Regions from separate parts of the Mus musculus genome. Here region 2 is linked to region 1. A link is a contact called in public HiChIP or PLAC-seq data. All regions are on one chromosome and are shown on one strand. The core of a region is the stretch at or near the end of the contact, and the rest is flanking DNA. Distances in the headings are between cores, read along the strand shown. Region 1 overlaps Itgam (integrin alpha M). Region 2 has its middle 19 kb from the start of Gm32707.

The links. HiChIP or PLAC-seq counts read pairs in DNA pulled down with a chosen protein or histone mark.
Region 2: an H3K27ac HiChIP or PLAC-seq map of microglia shows a contact between it and region 1, with 4 times the contacts expected there. The contact joins two enhancer-like sites. A contact is called at or near these places in 3 of 39 promoter capture datasets (embryonic stem cells and stem cell-derived epiblast-like cells), 1 of 15 datasets of contacts at CTCF or cohesin (large pre-B cells), 10 of 484 Hi-C or Micro-C datasets (B cells, Th1 cells, bone marrow-derived dendritic cells and 7 more), 4 of 115 datasets of contacts at active chromatin or transcription factors (bone marrow-derived dendritic cells, cardiomyocytes, large pre-B cells and 1 more) and 2 of 9 other capture datasets (liver and macrophages).

The regions. Positions count from the first base shown.
Region 1 is chr7:128,114,140-128,117,049 of GRCm38.p6, reverse strand. It overlaps Itgam (integrin alpha M), which reads right to left. Exons shown (of 30, transcript NM_001082960.1): 23 at 2,231-2,314; 24 at 1,856-1,931; 25 at 1,175-1,282; 26 at 949-1,032; 27 at 735-848; 28 at 547-648; 29 at 204-314. Among named protein-coding and RNA genes, the nearest start is that of Itgax, 14 kb to the left of the region's middle. Within about 2 kb of position 1,364, at least 12 of the 459 cell types and tissues checked have an H3K27ac peak or open chromatin away from gene starts, as enhancers often do. A contact at or near this core is called in B cells, bone marrow-derived macrophages and microglia, where this site is marked.
Region 2 is chr7:128,331,622-128,334,531 of GRCm38.p6, reverse strand. No RefSeq gene overlaps it. Among named protein-coding and RNA genes, the nearest start is that of Gm32707, 19 kb to the left of the region's middle. Within about 2 kb of position 1,446, at least 66 of the 459 cell types and tissues checked have an H3K27ac peak or open chromatin away from gene starts, as enhancers often do. A contact at or near this core is called in B cells, bone marrow-derived macrophages and microglia, where this site is marked.

The DNA.
Region 1 (2,910 bases), core at 115-2,614:
GGAGTCATCCTAGTTGCTCTGCATGTATTAAGCTAATTTTCTTTGGAAAATGGGTGTTCATAGAATTGTTTTACAAAAAAAGGAATCCAGGCTCAAGAAATCGTGACCCAAGATCGTGTAGTTAGCAACAGTACTGAGTCTATCCCAATAATGGAGCGGCTGAGGAGTAGGGAGATGGGACAGAAAGAACCAAGAAGAAGCACCTTGTATAGGCCAGCAGTGATGAGAGCCAAGAGCACCAGGCCCCCAATGGAGCTGCCCACAATGAGTGGTACAGGATTGTGAACTTCATATGGCTCCACTTTGGTCTCTGTCTAGGGAAGAAAGAAGAGAAACAGGGTACAGCAGGAGAGGCACACCTCAAACTTCTGGAGAGTTCCCTGAGCTCAAGGGTTGACCGCTCCCAACAATCCACACCGCCAACCCCAGGCCTCACTCCTCTTCCCGCTTGCTTCTCTTGCCAGCCCAAAGATGAGATCCACCAACCCAGCTTCCTCCTCACTTCAAACAGTTCCACCCCACTCCACCCATGTCTGAGATGAGTACCTTAGACCTCACATACGACTCCTGCCCTGGAAGCAGGGCAAACGCAGAGTCATTAAACAGGATCTCAGTGCTGCTCACAAGCAGGAGGTGACCATGAGAAGTCTGTGGGGGGAAAGCAAAGTGGAAGGCAGGTCTGGGTGCTGGACTATGATGGGGCTCTACTCAGAGAGTCTCTGAACACAACATACCTTGATGTACCAGTCAAATGATAGGTTGCCCTTGAGGGTGACATTGAATATTTCCTGAGTGTTGAAGGATGGAAGGTCACACTGAATTCTCTTACAGACTGCAACAGAGCAGTTCTGGAAGAGGAAGGCCAAAGAAACAGATGACTAAGACTGAGGAAGGCCATGATGACCATGTGTGTGTGGCCTTGAGGCTGGAGCCCCGCCATGTTCTTACCAGCACTGGGGTCCTTTCAAGCTGATCCCGGAAATTGGAGTGAGGGGGGGATTTCTGCTCAGTGTGACAGGCACTTGAGAGGTTCTGAGGAAAGACAGACAGAAAAGAGAGTGCTGGGTTCCGGTCCTGCCCAGCAGGGTAACAGTCTGGACCAAAGAGAGGGTCAGAAAAGGCAAGAAACAGATCTTTACTAAGACCTGAACTTTGGGGACCCGGCTGGACTCACCTGGGAGAAGATGACCTGGGGATGATCCCATACGGTCACATTGTTGATCTGAACAGGGATCCAGAAGACTACACTGACAGGGAGGCTCCTCTGGCCCAGGTTGTTGAACTATGTCAGAAAGGAGGGAGTGAGGGCTCAAGCCTTGTGGTGTGGCTAGCTCTTGGAGTTGGCTCCTTACTTCCTCCTTCCCAGATCGCTGAAAAAAGCCTAAGCATCCTGCTCTTCAGAGAGATGGGGTATGTAAATGAACGCCAGACTGGCTCATCCTAACTTCTAGCTCTGCCACTGACCTGGTGTGAGGATTTAGACATAGTTCATGAGTCTCTCTGACCCTTAGTTTTTACATCTATAAACAAGGGACAGCAAGAGTGTTCAGGGGCCTAATAGACTCAAAGAGGAAGTGTGTGTGTGTGTGTGTGTGTGTGTGTGTGTGTGTGTGTGTGTATGCATCTGTGTGTTTGGAGGAGAGTGCATGTATACAGTGTGAGAGCATATGTGTGCATGTATGTGTGTGAGTGTGTGTATGCACATGTAGGGGAGGGATGTAGAGCAAACTTGGCACTGCACCTGACACACAGGAAACTCAGTATTCATGCTTCCTACGATCACTTTCTGCCTTCTCTTTACATCAAGTTCCCTTCTCAGCATCCTCTCAGGACCCAGGCTTGCCCTGCTCCTCACCTGGTACTGATGCTGTATGACCTTACTGGTCATCTCTGAAGCCGTGAAGTTGAGATATCTGATAGAACTCTCATCACTAAAAGGAAGAAGAGGGGGCAACAGGTGACAGAACATGAAGGTGTCCTGAGAAGGGGGCTTGAACTAAATGTACAGAGACTAGGAAGGTGGCAATGTAGCCCTCAGGGGCAATGACTGTCAGACACTGAGAGCGTGGGTTTGGACGTGCGCACGCGCACACACACACACACACACACACACACACACACCATTCCTCCACACAGGCACATGTATATACCCACAACATAAGGCAGTGTATAAACACAAAGACAAAGCTGGCGGTGACCATCCTGATGGGAGCACGGGGTAGAGCAGCACCTGGTGACAATCATGTAGATGGCGTACTTCACAGGCAGCTCCAACTGAAACTTGGTTTTGTGGGTCCTGGACATGTTGTTCTCACTGAAAGGAAAGAAGTTCTTAGCCACCTCTAAGAACTGAGAATCAGCCTTCCCATCCCCCTCCCCTGACCCTCTGCATCCAGCTGCCTCCATGTCTACTATCCTTAACCTGCTCCACCTCTCAGAGGTCGGAAAACAACGTATGGGAGTTGGTTTGCTCCATCCACCATGTGGGTTCCAGGGGTTGAACCTGGGCCATCAGACTTGACTGCCCTACCTGGTGAGTCATCTCAGCAATCTCTATCTATGCTTATTGCTGTTGTGGATGGCAGATGGGTTCATACACACCACAGCACATATGTTATAGGGTAGAGGACAACTTCGTAGTAGGTTCTCTCCTTCCACCTTTAACTTGGCTTCCAGGGACGGAATGGAAGGTATCAGTCTCCACCCACTGAGCCATCTCTCAGGCCTGCCTACACTGTTGTGAAGCCTGCCTAGATAGCTCCAAGCTCCAGGTTTGCCTGGTGTGTGTTTCTTTCTATCTATGCCTTTGCTTGACTTACAACGTAAATACTTCAGGAGTCTTCTCTCAACACTGGGCATCCCAACCACTACCACCACTTGATCATTTATTTTATACTATCTTACGGTTAC
Region 2 (2,910 bases), core at 197-2,696, 220 kb before region 1:
CCAAAAATACTCAATAAAATCCTTGCAAACAGAAGACAGATATACATCAAAAAGATTATGCATCATGGTCAAAGTTGGCTTTATCCCTGTAACGCAGGGATAGGTTAACATACACAAGTCAATAAATGTAATAAATCATGTAAATAGAATTAAAGGGAAAATCATATGATTATCTCAGTCGAGACAGAAAAAGCCCTTGACAAGAGAAAATCCTTTATGATGAAAGTCCTAGAAGAATATAGGGCTGGAGGAACGTGCCTCAACACAATAAAAGCCAAATATGAGAAACCCACAGACAACATCCTAAATAGAGAAAAGATTAGCGCAACCCCATTGAAATCAGGAATGAGACAAGAATTACAGTGCCAGGGAAATGTTATTGATCCCCCAAAACATAGACAGGAGTCAATCTGATGCAACTTATATCAGGGTCTTTATTTTATTTGAGCTAGCTCTCTCCCAAACACCCCCCCCCCCAATGCACTGCAGTCACACAGGATGGTTTTGGTGGTGGGAGAACCCCGAATGTCTGTGGGGCAAGGCTTTACAGTAAGCAACAGGCAAGGAGTACATGTGCAAGCGTCTAATTGGAGAACGACCGTGGTGCTGGGAGTCATATCATAAACTTAATTTCTGCTCCCCTCTGCATTGGTGGTTGTTAAGCAAGGGGTGGGCTTGTAACCTGGGGGTACTGACCTGTTGGGGGAACAACCTGGAAATGCTGATCTTGTTGGGGATTAGCCTAGAGACTAGAGCTAGGCTCAGGTTTTTTTTTTTGGGGGGGGGGGCGGGGGTGACTTGGAAACTAACGCTAGGTACCAGCCTGTTGGTTTACCTGAGTTCAGACTTAGGACAGGTTCTCTAAAATGAAGTCTGAACTTAAAAGATTTGGCTTCTCAGAATGTCCACTATCCCCACTCCTTCTCAACATTGTACTCTGAGTACCAGAAGGAGAAATGAGCTAAGAGAAGGAAATTAAAGGGTTACAGACTGAGAAAGAAGAAGCCAGGCCATCCCTACTTACAGAGAACGCAATACACATTAGAGATCCCCAAAATTCTACCAGAAAACTTATAGAAATGGTAAAAAAAAAGGATGGCTGGATCTGGATGTGGCTAATCGCTGGCTGGCCTGTAATATTGAATGCCCCATGGGCTTCCTGGAAGTCTGGGGTCAGAGTTTAAAATGTCCTGGAGGATTCTGAGATCACTTCATAGGAAAATATGAGGGTCTTGACATTTTGCAACCATTTGCTTAAGGAGAAAAATTTGTAAAGCAATTTGGGAAGTCATTCCTCTCCTGCCTGCTTGCCTGACTGGTTTTTAAAAGTGGTTGTTTCTGAAGAAATGGGGAAGTAAGCAGAGCAAAGAGCCTGGAATCTGAGCTCAGAGTCACTGAAGCCTGAAGCCTCTGCACATGACCAGTGCCTCTACAGGACCAAAGCAGCAAGTGCCTGGCAGGCCTGGCAGGAAAGAGGAAGAGGCCATGTGAGCGCCACCAGTGAGCCACAGGACCCTAGTGTGCACAGTTCTGAGAGCACACTTTAGCCTGCACCCCTCCAAGGACCCTGTGCTCTCTGATGTCCCACACCTCCCCCAAGGGCATCCTTGAGGTTGGAGGATGGTGGGTCAGGAGCAGGCATGAGGTCTGGTAGTATCACTGTCAAGGTCAGGCTGGCTCCCCTGTGGGACAAGATATCTGCCTCCCACCTCTGAGCTCGGATGGTCTGGTCTCTCTGGGTCAAGACTATTGTGAGCTTGTTTCTGTCCTCACAGTGATTTGACACAAATACTGAGGTTAGCCCCAATTCTGGTATCTATCCTCACATGAATTGCAGAGGACTGGTTACTATGGTCTGGGAGGTTTGGAAATACCTGGTATCATGGGATGACTAGTAGCCAGAGCAATCCTGAAAACAAAGACAAGCCACCGAGACCGGAGCAGCAGCTCTACAATTGGGAAGAAGGACGTAAGGCAGTGGTTCTCAGCCTATGGGTTGAGACCCCTGGGGGTGGGGTGGGGTGTGTGTGTCAAATGACCCTTTCACAGAGGTCACCTAAGACCACCAGAAAACACAGATATTTACATGAGGATTCATAACATAAGCAAAATTACAGTTATGAAGTAGCAACAAAGATTATTTTCTGGTTTGGGGTTACCACAGCATGAGGAACTGTATTAAAGGGTTGCAGCATTAGGGAGGTTGAGAACCATTGCTTGAGGCAAGGGTGGGCCAGAGGAGAAACCCCTGCAGATGGTTTCCTATGGGGGTGATATTTCACCAAAGTCCTGCTGTGTCACAGAAGGAGTTCAGGTAGAAGGCACAGTTGTCTGAGGGCTGTCTCACCCTGTCCTCCAGGTCTTCTCTCTGTCATGACAAGATCTTGTTCATAAAGGGAACCCTCTCCCTTCCCAGGGAAGACTCTGGATTTCCCAGTGGAAAGTGGGTAAAGGAACAGCTTACAGTAAGATGTACATGGTATTGCAACCCAGGGCTGCAATGCTGCCATCTAGATTGAGGGAGGCTCCAGGGCGGCATTAGCAAGTTCTCTTTGCTTAATGGATGGCATCTCTCCTTGCGGGGTGTGGTTCGTGCACTCATTTCTGGGCCGTCTTGCCAAATGAGATGATTATTTTCTGTGCCCATCCTTATTACAAAGCAGCTTTGCTGCTGTTACTTACGTGAGCTTCTTTGGATATGCTAACAATTTCCAGTAAGGGCCAAATCTCTCATCTCAAGAAACCAGTGGTGTGGGCTGGATATGACAGCTCGCTAGAACCACTGGCCAGACCAAATCCACAGCGTCCAGAACCAGGTGATCAGGACAATGAGGGAAAGTGGGACTCTAGCCACCCCTTTCCCTTCATCTTTCTTTTAAGTGACAGACAATCAAGGCGATGCCAGAGGAA